Regions from separate parts of the Mus musculus genome. Here regions 1 and 3 are each linked to region 2. A link is a contact called in public ChIA-PET and promoter capture Hi-C data. All regions are on one chromosome and are shown on one strand. The core of a region is the stretch at or near the end of the contact, and the rest is flanking DNA. Distances in the headings are between cores, read along the strand shown.

Region 1 (4,346 bases), core at 543-3,042, 130 kb after region 2:
GCTCAATGAGTCACACAGGCACTCGTGTCTGAATATCTTGTGGATACCCAGTCACAAGTTATTGTGTATTGCCTCCTGTGCTTAAGCTGTTTAACAAAATACTATCATGCTTCCATGTACAATTCCTGTGCCCTCTCCTTCCCTTGGCTGTGTGAGTTGGGGGTAGAGGAAGTGATAGAAGCTGTCTAAGCAGTGGGGTGGGAAGGACCTTGGCCTCTTTCTGTGTTTATAACTGGATCTGTGATTCATCCTGTGAGTCACTCAGCTCCACCTTCCTCCTCCAGCTACCCCTCCCAGCAGCCCTTGCTCCTGGCACAAACCTATAACCAGAGCGAGGGTCTGAAAATGGAAAAATCTGACACAGCTCCTTGCCTCTCTATCCCCTTTCCATCCAGTGGACATCTATCTGCATTTGTGCTGCAGGTGGTGAGAGTCTTCCTGTTAACCTAATCCTCAACTGCAGCCCCTTTGTGCTTCTGGTTAGGCGATGATCACATCACTTCTCTCCGTCCTGACCATTCCCTCTATATTCTGCTGTTCCCATACCTCAAGATATTAAAGAACAGAATGAGGCTTTCGGAGGAAAGTGGTGGGGAGAAGAAAAGTAGGTCATGGGATTTTGGCACACCTGTTCCTAAGCTGTTCCTTACTACATACTTTATTCCAGAAGCATTGAGGTGTGTGGTGGGGTGGTGGTGACCAGCAGTCTTTAGGACTTCTACAATCAGGCGTCTAGACCAGCTTGCTAGCAAGTACATACCTGTTTGTTCCAGTCTCTGCTCATGCTAGTTCACTATTTCCACAGTTGCAGCCAACAAAGAGAACTTTGGAAGCTGAGGCTGGAAGGATGTGTGCTGTGGGGAAGGGAGTGTTGAATGTCACGGCCCCCACCTAAGGATTGCTGCCTCTGTACAGACTCAAAAACAATAAAACAGCAGCTCATTAACACCTATTTTGTATTTCATTTCCTGTCTTCTCCGTGTTGAAACATGCTGCCCTCAAGCTGCCCTCCTTAGCATCTCTGTTCAGTGCCCTACAGCCCCATCTTTGCTTTTTAAATTCAGCAGGGAAGGAGGGGGAAATGTGATCCTGGAGCTGAAAAGAGTTTTCCAGTCCTTAGCTTTCAAAGTCCAGAACATGAATCATTCATTAGGAGATCTGGTGACTGGGTTGGAGGGGCGGAGTCATGTACCTGGGGCTGGGCTTTCCATAGGAATAGGTGGCTGCGGGAGTGGGGAGGTGCGCTCGCCGGGCGCAAAGGCTGGTTTAGATATACCACGATCTTTTTCTGGGTTTTCTAGCTCCCGCCCCACTGCCGAGATTTGCACACCAAAATACCTGTGCTGTGTCTGCATCCCAGACACACCAATTTCCGTCCACTCCATTCTGCCCCTGGGCCTGTCACGCTCTCCAGAAAAGGACACAAGGTTCAGTTCCCTTTATGTCCCCTTCTCAACCCGTTAGGTTGTCAGAGGAGGCTGAAAATGAACAAAATCACAAAACCCATGAATAAACGAAACCAAAATAACTGAGTTTCCTAGTGTTTCATCTCTCATTGAAAAAGTATAGAGAGCTAGCCCAAAATGTTTTCATTTAACTACTGCTCCCCTCGTCACACCCACTAATATTCACGAACAGAAAGAGACTAAAATGTGGATGTGGGTTAAGGGAATCTGGGTATCCCCAGTTCCCCCATTCCTCCCATCTTTCTTAAGCTCCTCCATTTCCTTTCTACTTTGAAAAAAAAAATTGCGTATTCTCCTTTAAGGGGCTGGGCATCTTGCCTGTTCTCTTAGAGTCACCGAAGTTTCCAAAGAGCCTCCCCTGTCTGGGCAGGACACACCTTTCAAATAAGACCCCTGGAACTGTGCTCCTGGTATCCGAAATGCCGCTACCGCTGCGTCCTCCCCAGCCTCTTTCTCCCCACCTCTAGGATTTAGCCTCTCCCCAAAAAGAGCCAGCATCTTTGAGGACTCCCACCCTTAGCTGCTCTACTCCCGGATGGAGCCAGGGAAATGTGGTGGGGGGGCCGGGGCCAGAGTTTCAACATTGCCCCCCAGAAGGAGGAGCCAGAGATGGGGGTAAGGAAAAGGAATGGGAGGGTAGCTAACAAGAGAGTGTGAATGGGATGCTGTGGAAATTAAAGGGGAAGGAAAGGATTCAGAGGAGGAGGGTGTATCTGTTTTATCAACTGTTATGGAGCTCGTCTGCCTTTTTCAGTCTCGAGTTGTCTCATTATCCATTAACCAGCCCCTCCTTGTCTTGTCTGCCAGCCGCAGTCAGTGATCTCAATTTCCCTGAGAGGAGAGGAGAGCAGAGCAGAGAAGGGGGGGGGGGGGGGGGGGAAGAACCCGAACAAATGAACTCAATGCGGGTCTCCAAAGGCAGCTACTGGAGAAATCCCAGATTCTGAGTTTAGGGGGTCCCAGATTAACTCTCTCCCCTGCTCAGCTCTCTGGACCGAAGTCTAACCCAGGGAACAGGATGCCGGAGCCCAGCAGTCATCAGCTTGGCAGCTGCCTGGCCTCTGGTTGTCTCCCAGGTAATAAAATGACCTCTCTAGATTCCTTTAAAAGTCTTCCTACCCCATCCTTTTTTGTTTTCACCAAAGATACTCCCTATTCCTTTCCTCGAAGTGTTTCTGAGACTCATTCTCCTGCCTCCTTCCTCAGAGCTTGTGGAAGGCCTGGACATTGTTCATTCTGCTTTCTCACCCCGGCTACCACTTTTCTTATTAACTATCCAAAGACCAGTGAGTGTATATGTGCCACGTTCTATGCAGGGTTTTAGAAGTTAAAAAAAAAAGTCTATTCTTTTCCTTCAATTTTACATCTAAGGATAGACGAGTAGCCACATAGAAGTGTGGGGCAGCATTGGGGATAGTTAGACCTTTGCTTCTCTTTCTCCCTTTTAGGGGAGCATATCCTAGCATGGGCACCAGGACGAAGGAAAGGGCCAGGACTAGACCTGCCTGGAACTCTGATCTGCACTAACTTTAGGGTAACCTTCCAGCCTTGTGGATGGCAGCGAAAGCAGGTGAGGTGATTAGTGTAATAGAAAAGCTTGGTGCGGTGTCCCAGCAGTTGGGGGGTGGGGCGTTGAGATGGAAGACCATGAGAGTTCCAGGCTAACCTAGGCTACATAGCAATGCTCTGTTTTTCTTGTGAATGTATCAGTAAATGGTAGAATTATTTCTATGGAAGCTGCCTTCTACGGGGGAGGGGCGGAGGCAGCAAGGCAAGACAGGGATGGCTGTCATGTCTGTAGCATCAGTCTTGTGCTTCCTTTAGGATACTCCTCTGAGTAGTGAAAATGATTTTGCCTTGATCAACATTGGTCGATTAGAGGCTGGTAAGTTTGAGGGTTTGGTAAAAGGGGCATTTGAGTCTCTACCTTCTGTTCTCAGAAGACTGAGGGCTGGGGCAGGGTGGAGTGGAGGAAATGCTCCCAGAAGATCCCACGGTCACTCTACGCTAACCCTCGACTTCAGTGAGCGGCTTGTCAAGAGTGCAGCTTCTCCGTCCTGGGTCTCAGCTTAAGTTCATTCCTGAAGAGCTTCTGCTTCATGGCCGGGACTTCCGGCTGCTTCGAGTTGGTTTTGAGGCTGGAGGGCTGGCACCTCAGGCCTTCCAGGTAAGAACCCTTTACCTAGAAAAACCCTTCTCACCTAGAAACCTCAGGGTACCCTCCATGCGCCAGGGTCTCTCACCTTTTCCCACGCCACTCCACTTAAGGAGAAGAGTGACAGTCTCATGAGGGGGAGGAGCCTGAACTCTATAGTCTGGCTCTGTTAGTTATGAGCAGCAGTTAACTATGGGTTTTTACCTCTGCAAAATGGGGAGAGTTGGATAATAGTCCTAATTAATTCCCAACTTAATATTCTATGAGTCTGTGGTTTTAGATTTGTTCCTTTGGCCACAGCACCTACCACTTGTGGAGGTCCCCTTCTCTATCGTCCGTTTTAGCTGCTCTTCAATATTGGTGGTAAAGGTAGAGAAACACATGCTCTATTTCAACCTTTTTACATCTTCAGTCTGAGGCTAAAGGATAGGATATGCTCTCCTCCCCAGGTAACCATGGCCATCATTCAAGCCAGAGCTCAGAGCAGTCAAGTCCAGCAGTATAGAGGAATAACCCTGAGCAAAGTTGGTAAGCGACGATGCTTTAGGTCAAGGAAATGGGAAACAAGTTTGAAATGGAAGGGGCTAGTTAGACAAAATATTTCTTCTTCCTCTGTTTCTCACTCTTTCTCCAGGCAAGGTTTCTGGCTCTAGAAAGCCACCCATTCCTCTCTTGGAGACTTTAGAAGACTGGGAAACAGAGTGCAAGAAGCAAGGGGCCAGAGG
Region 2 (4,175 bases), core at 1,317-3,816:
ACACATAAGGAAACTGATATGCTGCTAAAATACAGAATATAGGAGAGGATCTGGGCCCCTCCACAACACCTGCTTCTTTAACCCAAAGCAAGTAAATGATTCAGGACTAGCAGGGGGCGCATATGTAAGGCGGACACATGCAACACCAAAAGACTCTTCACCCTGAAATGGCCAAGGGGGCAGCGATCAGCATCTCAGTGTGACCAGGAGCAGGTCTTGACACCCGCTTCTCAGTGACTGTCACCTAGTATCATTACATTCATTTGTTTGTTTGTGTGTGTGAAAGTGTGTGTGTGTGTGTGTGTGTGTGTGAGAGAGAGAGAGAGAGAGAGAGAGCGCGAGCTTGAGCGAGCGAGCACCCGAACCGTGGAGTGTATGTAGGTCAGAGGACAACTTCAGGACTTGGCTCCTTCACCGTGGAGATCCTGGAGCTGGAACTCGGGCCGCTAGGCTTGGCGGTAAGCACCATTACCTGCTGAGCATCTTTGCTGCCTCCTCTAGTTTTTGTCTTTTTTTTATTTTTTTATTTTTATTGTTATATAACAAATTACCAGAAAGTTGGTAGAATAATAAGACTGCATATTTGTATGCTAGAAATAAAGAAATCGTCAGAGTTTGGAGAAAATTTTTGTTAACTCCTCTCAGAAAGGACATAAATAAATTGAAATCTTCCTTTAGTAAATGGTTAGCTTTGGTCTTGAGTCTGGTGGAAGGCAAAGTCTTACACAGGTTGTTACAGTCTCAAAAACCTGCTTTTGGGGTGCATGCCTGTGCTGTGTGTTCTCAACAGTGGACATAGGAGTATTTCATTCAGACTAAGTATGGACTTCAGTTCTTTTGAGTGTGGAGAATAACCCTGAGCCCACGCCTGGAGGCAGGCAGAGTGCCCCTAAGTTATTTCTCAGCTCCTTCCCCTTAAAGCCCTCTTCTGCCCACATGTTTAAAAACTGAAACAGGGTCTAAGTCATCCAGGCTTTGGCCTTGAACTCACTCTCTAGCTTCAGCAGGCCTTGAATTTGCCATCCTACTGTTTCAGTTGCTGCACTACCTAGGAGTTCAGCCTGCAATGCCAGACCAAGCTTGAACTCTGATAATTAAGACTGGACAGTTTGTAACACGTAAAGACACACAGTCTGTAGATCTGTAGTTTCTGTAGGTCCCAAGTTCATGCATAGATTAGATCTCAGTTCACTGCTCACAGATTTACCAACTGAGAATCAGGCTAAGTCCAGGACCCCATCTTAAGCATAAGTCAGTTGGCAGAATTCAGATGTTTTTACAATCACAGGACTTCGGAACCCAGCTCTTAGTAGTGCCCACTGTCCCTACATGGCAGGTTGTTTCTCTAAGGCCAAGATCTGGATGTCTTGGGCACTTCCAGTTTCTCTGGCTTGTTCTGTGATCCTAGTTTTTATTTCTAATCTTTGTTACCTTACCTGTCTCTGAGTGTGCTGGGGCCTAAATAAGGATAGAGGTTTTCCTTAAGCCTTCCTTTGATGAGATGATCCAGGGTCTCATGCAGGAAAGGCTGGTGCTGTGTATACACATTTTCCACTCCCTAAAATATGGAAATGGTTCTCATGTTATTTGGGGAAGCTAGCAATATGACAGTAATGATACATCAGAAAAGGAACATATACTCAATGGAAGCCTTATGGGATAGAATCAAACTGGAACTGGATAGAAATCAAACAGACCCCAACAGGACATTTGTGTCTGTGTGTAAGTAAAGGTGTGGATGTGTGTGCACGCACATGGACGTCAGAGGTCAGCACTGGCTGCTCTCCTCAGTGCCTCTTCACCATCATCTCCGAGACAGGCTCTATTCTTGAACCCAGAGCTCTCAGGTTTGGTTAGACTGGCTGGCCAGAGAGCTTGAGGGGGTCCCCTCCCCCTTCTATGCACACACTTCAGCACTGTGGGGTACAGTTACACACCACTGTATTTGACTTTTATGTATTTGATGGGGATCTAAACTCCAGTTTGAGCAGCAATCACTTCACTGAGTGAACCATCTCCCCAGTCTAGAACTTTAGAATATGTAAAAATTATTTTAATTAGACAGAATTGTTCCAATCTTACAAAAGTACTAATTTTTTAAAAAAGTACTAAATTAAGGCTAGTTATTTTCAATATGGCTTCAATAAACTTTTCAAGGAATTTAAAAATCTGGAATCTTTTATCTTGTCTGAATCTCATTCTTTGTGAAACAAAAAGAAAGGCCTGTAGCAGAGTTGGTAAGCCATAGGGTAGAAGAACACCAGGAAACTCATGGAAAGCTAAGAACAGGCCAGGGGCCAGAGAAGCGGTGCCGCTGGTACAGTGCCCCCCACCCCACGAACACGGGGGGGCCGTCAGAAAAGCTTCCTACCAAGTAAAAAGCTGGCCTACGAGAGCCCCGTGAAGGCACTGTCAGCCTGGCAGACTCTAGAATTACCTGGTCCATGGACTTCTAGGCATGCCTGTAAGGAATTGCCTTGATTATGTTACCTCACATGGAAAGACCATCTTAACTGTGGCCAAGACTTCACTAGTGAGTGGAGAAAGTGAGCCACACTTATTGTTGTCCTCTGTCTGTGTGACTGACTTCCCAGCAACGGATGGTTGTGCTTTCTCTTGAATTTCCTTCAAAGAGAAGCTTGTGGGCTTGAGGTGCAGCTCAGTTGGCAGACTTTGTTTATCATGCATAGACCCTTGAATTCTATTCCCAGCACAGCATAAACTTGCTGTAGTGGTGTATACCCAGAACTTGGGAGCTGGACAAATTCAAGGTCATCCTTGGCTACATAGTGAGTTTGAAACCAGCCTGCCCTACATGAGACTCCTCAAAAACAAAACCAACCAACCAACCAAAAAACAGAAAAACCACAAACCACCAACACACACACACACACACACACACACACACACACAGAGAGAGAGAGAGAGAGAGAGAGAGAGAGAGAGAGAGTGAGCGCAAGCACTAGCTTAATACAGTTTAAATTACAAACACGGGAAAAAGAGCTGTGACTGGCAGAACTGTGCACACTTCCTGGAAGTGACCCGTCACTGCATCAGTCCCGCTCGGCTCCCTGGCAGTGCAGGCACACTACAGCACAGAGGCAGCGTTTCAAGAAATTGTCCTTTGTGGATTCACTGGGCGGACATAGCTCTACAATTCAGAATATACTGTTAGAATCATATCAGCCACACTCAGACTAAAGCTATACCTTCAGTCCTTTGAGAAACTGCTTGGTAATAGCCACAGCATCTTTGGGACTGAAGAGGTCACTTCCTCTAACCCGTTTACCACCATATTCAACAACTGCCGACACAAGCTATAAAAGAAAAAAAGAAGAAACAACTTTTTATTGCTTAGGTATCAGGAAGCTCATTTCATAAAAAATAACTTTATTAGGGCAATGAAGACACGAGAGGACGGAACTGTGCACCTTGTAAATAAACAGTATATGATGTATTTTTTGTTGGGGCTGAGACTATAACAGACGTGGCTTCTGTGGTTTGGGCTTACTATATAAATTTGGGATTGGGTTTTGTGCTATGCTGTGAGTGAGTGTTCTCTGAGCCAAGCAACTGCCATTAGGGAGCTCAGCTGTGCCCTTGCTAAAGACTCCTCTCTGCGGGCCTCTGTGACTGCGTGTGCCCCACCCACCAGATTATCCAGCTGCTCCTAACCACCTGTTGTATGCAACTCTGCCTTAATGGCATATGGCTTCAGGAAGGGGACACAGGGAGGGGGAACTAGAGAAGGGGAACACTATCTCTGCAGGATTGGGGGGGGCACGCATCCCTGCTGGGTAAAGGCTTTCCCAGGGAGAGGAGCACCCACACCCCTCACCTGTGCTTTGTCAGGAACTCCAATAAACTGTGGCAGAACCATGACTGGTTTTGTTCTTGGGATCATAGGAGGAGGGGGTAGACATTGCCTAAATCTCCCCCTGGGAAAGAATTTTAGCAACAGAGTAAGCACATGGCAGTAATCGTAGCATCTGGGAGGCTGAGTCAGGAGGACCTAAGGGTGAGGTTTCCCTAGGGCTGCAGAGTGAGACCATCTCTAGTACAATAAAATACACATAAGCACACTCATCAGGTTACCTTCCGATACTTCTCAGCAACACCTTTACTCCTGAGGTCCACTATGAGTCCTGGCAGGCTGTTGCTGCTGTGGCGCTCGT
Region 3 (4,387 bases), core at 1,132-3,631, 170 kb after region 2:
CCTCCGTACGCTACGTCTGGTGCCCTCAACCCTAAGGCCATTCCGATTTTGTAACTGAACCAGGTGGTGACTGTTTAACTCTAGTGTCTGTGCTCAAAGGACTGCCTTCTCCTCCAGTGCCCAGTGTGTGAATGTGCGACCCTTCTTTCACCATTCCGTGGCTGGACGTAGCCTTCTCCCTTACTGCATCCCCAGGGGATACACATCCACCTTCCTGTCTCCTGGGGAACCCTAAACCTGACTCCATTGATGTGAAAAAAAAAATGAAATGAAAAATACTGCTGAAAAATAAAGGGTTCGAACCCTTAAAACCCAAAGTGGCTGTGTCTGCTCCTGGCTTCTTCATTCATTCTCCCATACTGACTATCTGGGGAAGATAAACTAGTGTTGGAGAAACAATTCCTTCTCTTATCAACATGGAATGGGGTACCTCAAACCTACATTTTGTTTATTTAAAAACATTTACTTATTCTGGCTCTAGACGGTTAAGAGCCCTTGTTATTCTTGCAAAAATCGACATAAACATATTTTATTTGCATGAGCATTTTGCCTGCATATGTATATATGCACCATGTGCCTGGTACCCACCAAGGCCAGAAGAGGGCATTAGATCCCTTGCAACTGGAGTTCCAGTCCTTCGTGAGTCACCAAGTGGGTGCTGGGAATCAACTCTGGATCCTCTGGAGAGCAGAAAGTGTTCCACCACTTCTCTGGCCCCCCAGTTTTAAGCAATTTCTTTTGGGAATCCCTGCTACCTGCAGCTTGTCCTCGATTCTCCTGCCTCAAGTCCACGCTGCGCTACATTTCTCTTTTTTCTTTTCTGCTCCTAATGCTGGAATTAAAGGTGTGTGTAATTATTAAAGGTGTATTATATGTAAGTACATGGTAGCTGTCTTCTGACACTCCAGAAGGGGGCGCCACATCTCATCACGGATTGTTGTGAGCCACCATATGATTGCTGGGAACTGAACTCAGGACTTTCGGAAGAGCAGTCAGTACTCTTAACCACTGAGCCATCTCCATTCCCCAAACCTAGCCAATGTTTATTTCGGTTCTTTTCCTGCTTCAAATGCAGGAATTCCCTCTTTTCCGGGTTAATTTTGGTATCCTTGCAAAACCCAGATAGTTCACTTCCTCACAAATCCCTTCTCTAGCCTACAGGTAATTTTCTTCTCATAAGAACGTCTGTAGGGACCTAACAGCTGTGTAAACCTGATGGCCTCTCTGAGTTCAATTCCAGAACCATGCAACTGGGGGAGGAGTAACTCCGAAAATTACTCTCTGACACCCAAGTGCGCAGTGGTGTTATGCAACCTCCCCCAGCCCCCATATGCACTAATGATGTGTAGCTCCAATTTAACAGGTATTAAGAGCACCGTTTGACCTCATGCACCAGCTTCTCTTTTATTATCATGGCCCTTTCCGATTCATCAGGACCTTTCTCTAGTCTAGCCCAGGCAAGGGCAAGAGGGAGGGAGTGGCTGCTCTCTCCCTGGGCTAGCTTAGCTTTCACCAGAGGTGTCTTTGCCTCTGCATGGTGTTCATTAGCAGAAAAGGCAGAGCTCCTGGTCCGTACAAATCAAGGAATAAGGTAGTAGTGATGTAGTAGTTTATTCTCAGTCGACCCATTCGGATCGTTCTCCCAATCCAGGTATTTATTAAGAGGTCCCTCGAGTTTTCTTGCTCCCACCTAGGCAGGGGGGACTAATGTCCAACTGTGGGTTTTCTCTCCACTGGGCGGGGGTCTTCGCCTGGATGGCCAGGGCATGTACCGGTCCAGCCAGCTCCTCCGACAGTGCCTCGTGGACCAACCGGTGCCGTTGCAAGGGGCTCATCCCCTCGAAACGAGAGCTCACCACCGCCACGCGAAAATGCGTCTCGCTGCCTGCTGGGACTGCGTGGCCACCGCTCTCGTTGCGCAGCTCCAGTACCTCGGGGCTCAGGGCTTGCTCCAATTTGGCGCGAATAGCGGCTTCCACTGGTCCTGCAGCCGCAGATCCCGCGCTGCCCCGCGATACACACGAGCGCGTGGCCATGGAGACCATGCACTGGGCCGATCGCGCACTTAGCATTCGCTGCGGAGAAACGAAGGACACGGGACTGAGTCCACACACCCTGCCCACGCACCCCAGACAAGCACACCCTGGAACCGCCTCTACTCTGCGTGGCGGGTTAACGCGGCTTCTACGCCGGTAGCGGAGAGACAAAGGCGATTGAGCGGCCAGAGCGCTAGGCACTAAGGGCACTGGGAAAGCATGGCTGGGAGCTGAAAAATGGAAAATGTACAACTTGGTCCTTTTGGCTGAGTCAGAGCCCTATCGTCTCTCCGAACCCTAGGGTGGTACCTTTGTACTTGCTGCGCAGCCTGCTGTACCACCGCTTGATCTAACAACCGAATTTCCGGTCGGACCACGCAAACGCCGCGTCAGGAGGCTCGCTAGGAAACGCAGTCCGGTTGCGTCTGGCAGGCGTTACCCAGTACCCAGAGGTTTTATGGGAATTGTAGTCCCTGCTTCTCCCGACCGGTAAAATCCTGCAAAGTCGGGAAATTAGAGCAATAAAAACAAAAGTGTTTCCTGTAAATTTAAGATGGTTGCACCAGATTTGTAGCTTCTTGATCTATAACCCAAATAGCTTAAGTCATTTGTATGTAATTAATAAAAAAAGAAGTCTCATGTAGCCCAGGTTGGCCTTTACCACTCTAGAAATGTCCATTATTTCCTGATCCTCCTGCCTCTACCTCCTACCTGCTGGGATTACTGTCCTGGGTTATTGATAGAGTGCTTCCATAGCAAAAACAGATTCTTATGAGATTACAGCGGACCTTGCTCAATTCAGAGGGGAATGTCTGCTGGGACAGTTTTCTTCCCAAGATAATCTGTCCTGCCCCAAACAGAGAATTCCAGTGAGAAGGAAAATGAAGATCGTCACACAGTTCCCTAAGAGCTGCACTAACTTGCCTTGCCCCCGCGCGCTTCTGTGTAGGACCCCAGCTTTGTTCCTTTCGGAGATTCCTTTGTTCCTGAGAGAGATAGAATAAAGACAGCCCTGCTCTCAGAGTTTACAAAGCACTAGAGAAATAGTCATAATGTTCATTGTGATACCGTGTGTCAAGTGTGTGGTGGAAATACACACAGTTTACTGTAAGCATATTACCTACACGTGAGGACCAAAGAAATGACAAGAGACTTCTTAGAGCAGTGTAGGAGAAACAAGAAGACCACTTTCTCACCTCATTTGGTCAGGATGTGGTAACTGAATGAAATCAGCACATGACTGCAGTCTCCCCTCCCCTAGCCTGAAACCTGCTTGCTCAGGGGTGGAGCTTCCTGCTCATTCGTTCTGCCACGCCCACTGCTGGAACCTGCGGAGCCACACACGTGCACCTTTCTACTGGACCAGAGATTATTCCGCGGGAATCGGGTCCCCTCCCCCTTCCTTCATAACTAGTGTCGCAACAATAAAATTTGAGCCTTGATCAGAGTAACTGTCTTGGCTACATTCTTTTCTCTCGCCACCTAGCCCCTCTTCTCTTCCAGGTTTCCAAAATGCCTTTCCAGGCTAGAACCCAGGTTGTGGTCTGCTGGCCGGACACAACACATGACCACTCCAAGGAATGGCTGAGGCAGTTCCTACTCTGTGTGTGAGGGAGAACACAGCCAGAGGCATCTGGAAGGGTCTAGTGCAGGAAGAAAATAGAGCAAGCTAAACAGCAGACTGAACAGGGCTATGAAGGGAGAGGAGGGGAGGGAGAGTGAGAGATGGAGAGAGAGAGAGAGAGAGAGAGAGAGAGAGAGAGAGAGAGAGAGAGAGAGAGAGAGAGAGAGAGAGAGAGAGAACCAGAGCCAGAGCCAGAGTCAAGAGAACCAAGAAAGCTCATGGCCAAAATGGCTGGGTTATATAGTATAGGAGTCAGAAGCTGGAGAAGGGAAGGGAAGCCCTGAGCTGGAGCAGTTTGGAGATAGGGTGAAAAGAGCTAAGGAAAGCCATAGATAACGAGTTCTGCTGCCAGCGTGTACTTTGGTGTAATAGAAACCATAGTTACCTATTTGTCCCTGGCTTCTTTGGGACCCAACAGCAGCCTTGTCTTTGGGCTGTCCTGAAACTCATAATGTATACTAGGCTGGCCTCAGACTCTGTAGATCAGACTGGCCTTGTTTGAACCCAAAGATCCACTTGCCTCAGCTTCCCAAGAGCTGGGATTAATGGTGTGTGCCACTACTGCCAGATCAAAGATCAAAGTTTACTAAAAGAAGACAATGCTATAGACATTTGTTTGTTTTTTTAAACAAAACCAAACAAATACTAGGGTAGGCAAGCTGTAATCTCAAGGGGGAGAATGGAGACAAGAAGGAAACATTCCATGTTGTTTGAGTTAAGCAGGCAT

Evidence for each region. Promoter capture Hi-C pulls out the DNA fragments that hold promoters and counts their contacts. ChIA-PET counts read pairs in DNA pulled down with a chosen protein or histone mark.
Region 1: a contact with region 2 is called in a promoter capture Hi-C map of hematopoietic stem and progenitor cells, with 2.7 times the contacts expected there. The contact joins the promoter of Mtmr11 here to the enhancer-like site in region 2. A contact is called at or near these places in 7 of 39 promoter capture datasets (the C10 cell line, cranial neural crest, embryonic stem cells and 3 more), 1 of 484 Hi-C or Micro-C datasets (cranial neural crest), 4 of 115 datasets of contacts at active chromatin or transcription factors (the 230-238 cell line, bone marrow-derived macrophages and embryonic stem cells) and 4 of 9 other capture datasets (adipose tissue, embryonic stem cells, liver and 1 more).
Region 3: a contact with region 2 is called in an RNA polymerase II ChIA-PET map of memory CD8 T cells, with 256 read pairs. The contact joins the promoter of Bola1 here to the enhancer-like site in region 2. A contact is called at or near these places in 1 of 39 promoter capture datasets (the C10 cell line), 1 of 484 Hi-C or Micro-C datasets (bone marrow-derived macrophages), 1 of 115 datasets of contacts at active chromatin or transcription factors (memory CD8 T cells) and 3 of 9 other capture datasets (embryonic stem cells, liver and pancreatic islet).

The regions. Positions count from the first base shown.
Region 1 is chr3:96,160,178-96,164,523 of GRCm38.p6, forward strand. Mtmr11 (myotubularin related protein 11) reads left to right here and starts at 1,793. Exons shown (of 17, transcript NM_181409.3): 1 at 1,793-2,081; 2 at 2,452-2,542; 3 at 2,915-3,036; 4 at 3,291-3,351; 5 at 3,491-3,633; 6 at 4,071-4,149; 7 at 4,256-4,346. The coding sequence starts at 2,016. Otud7b (OTU domain containing 7B) reads left to right here. Exons shown (of 12, transcript NM_001025614.1): 12 at 1-952.
Region 2 is chr3:96,029,570-96,033,744 of GRCm38.p6, forward strand. Vps45 (vacuolar protein sorting 45) reads right to left here. Exons shown (of 15, transcript NM_013841.3): 11 at 4,096-4,175; 12 at 3,210-3,317; 13 at 1,437-1,558. Among named protein-coding and RNA genes, the nearest start is that of Vps45, 27 kb to the right of the region's middle. Within about 2 kb of position 2,567, at least 81 of the 459 cell types and tissues checked have an H3K27ac peak or open chromatin away from gene starts, as enhancers often do. A contact at or near this core is called in the 230-238 cell line, adipose tissue, bone marrow-derived macrophages and 2 more, where this site is marked.
Region 3 is chr3:96,195,205-96,199,591 of GRCm38.p6, forward strand. It overlaps Bola1 (bolA-like 1 (E. coli)), which reads right to left and starts at 2,382. Exons shown (of 2, transcript NM_026975.2): 1 at 2,346-2,382; 2 at 1,384-2,075. The coding sequence starts at 2,072. The coding sequence ends at 1,659.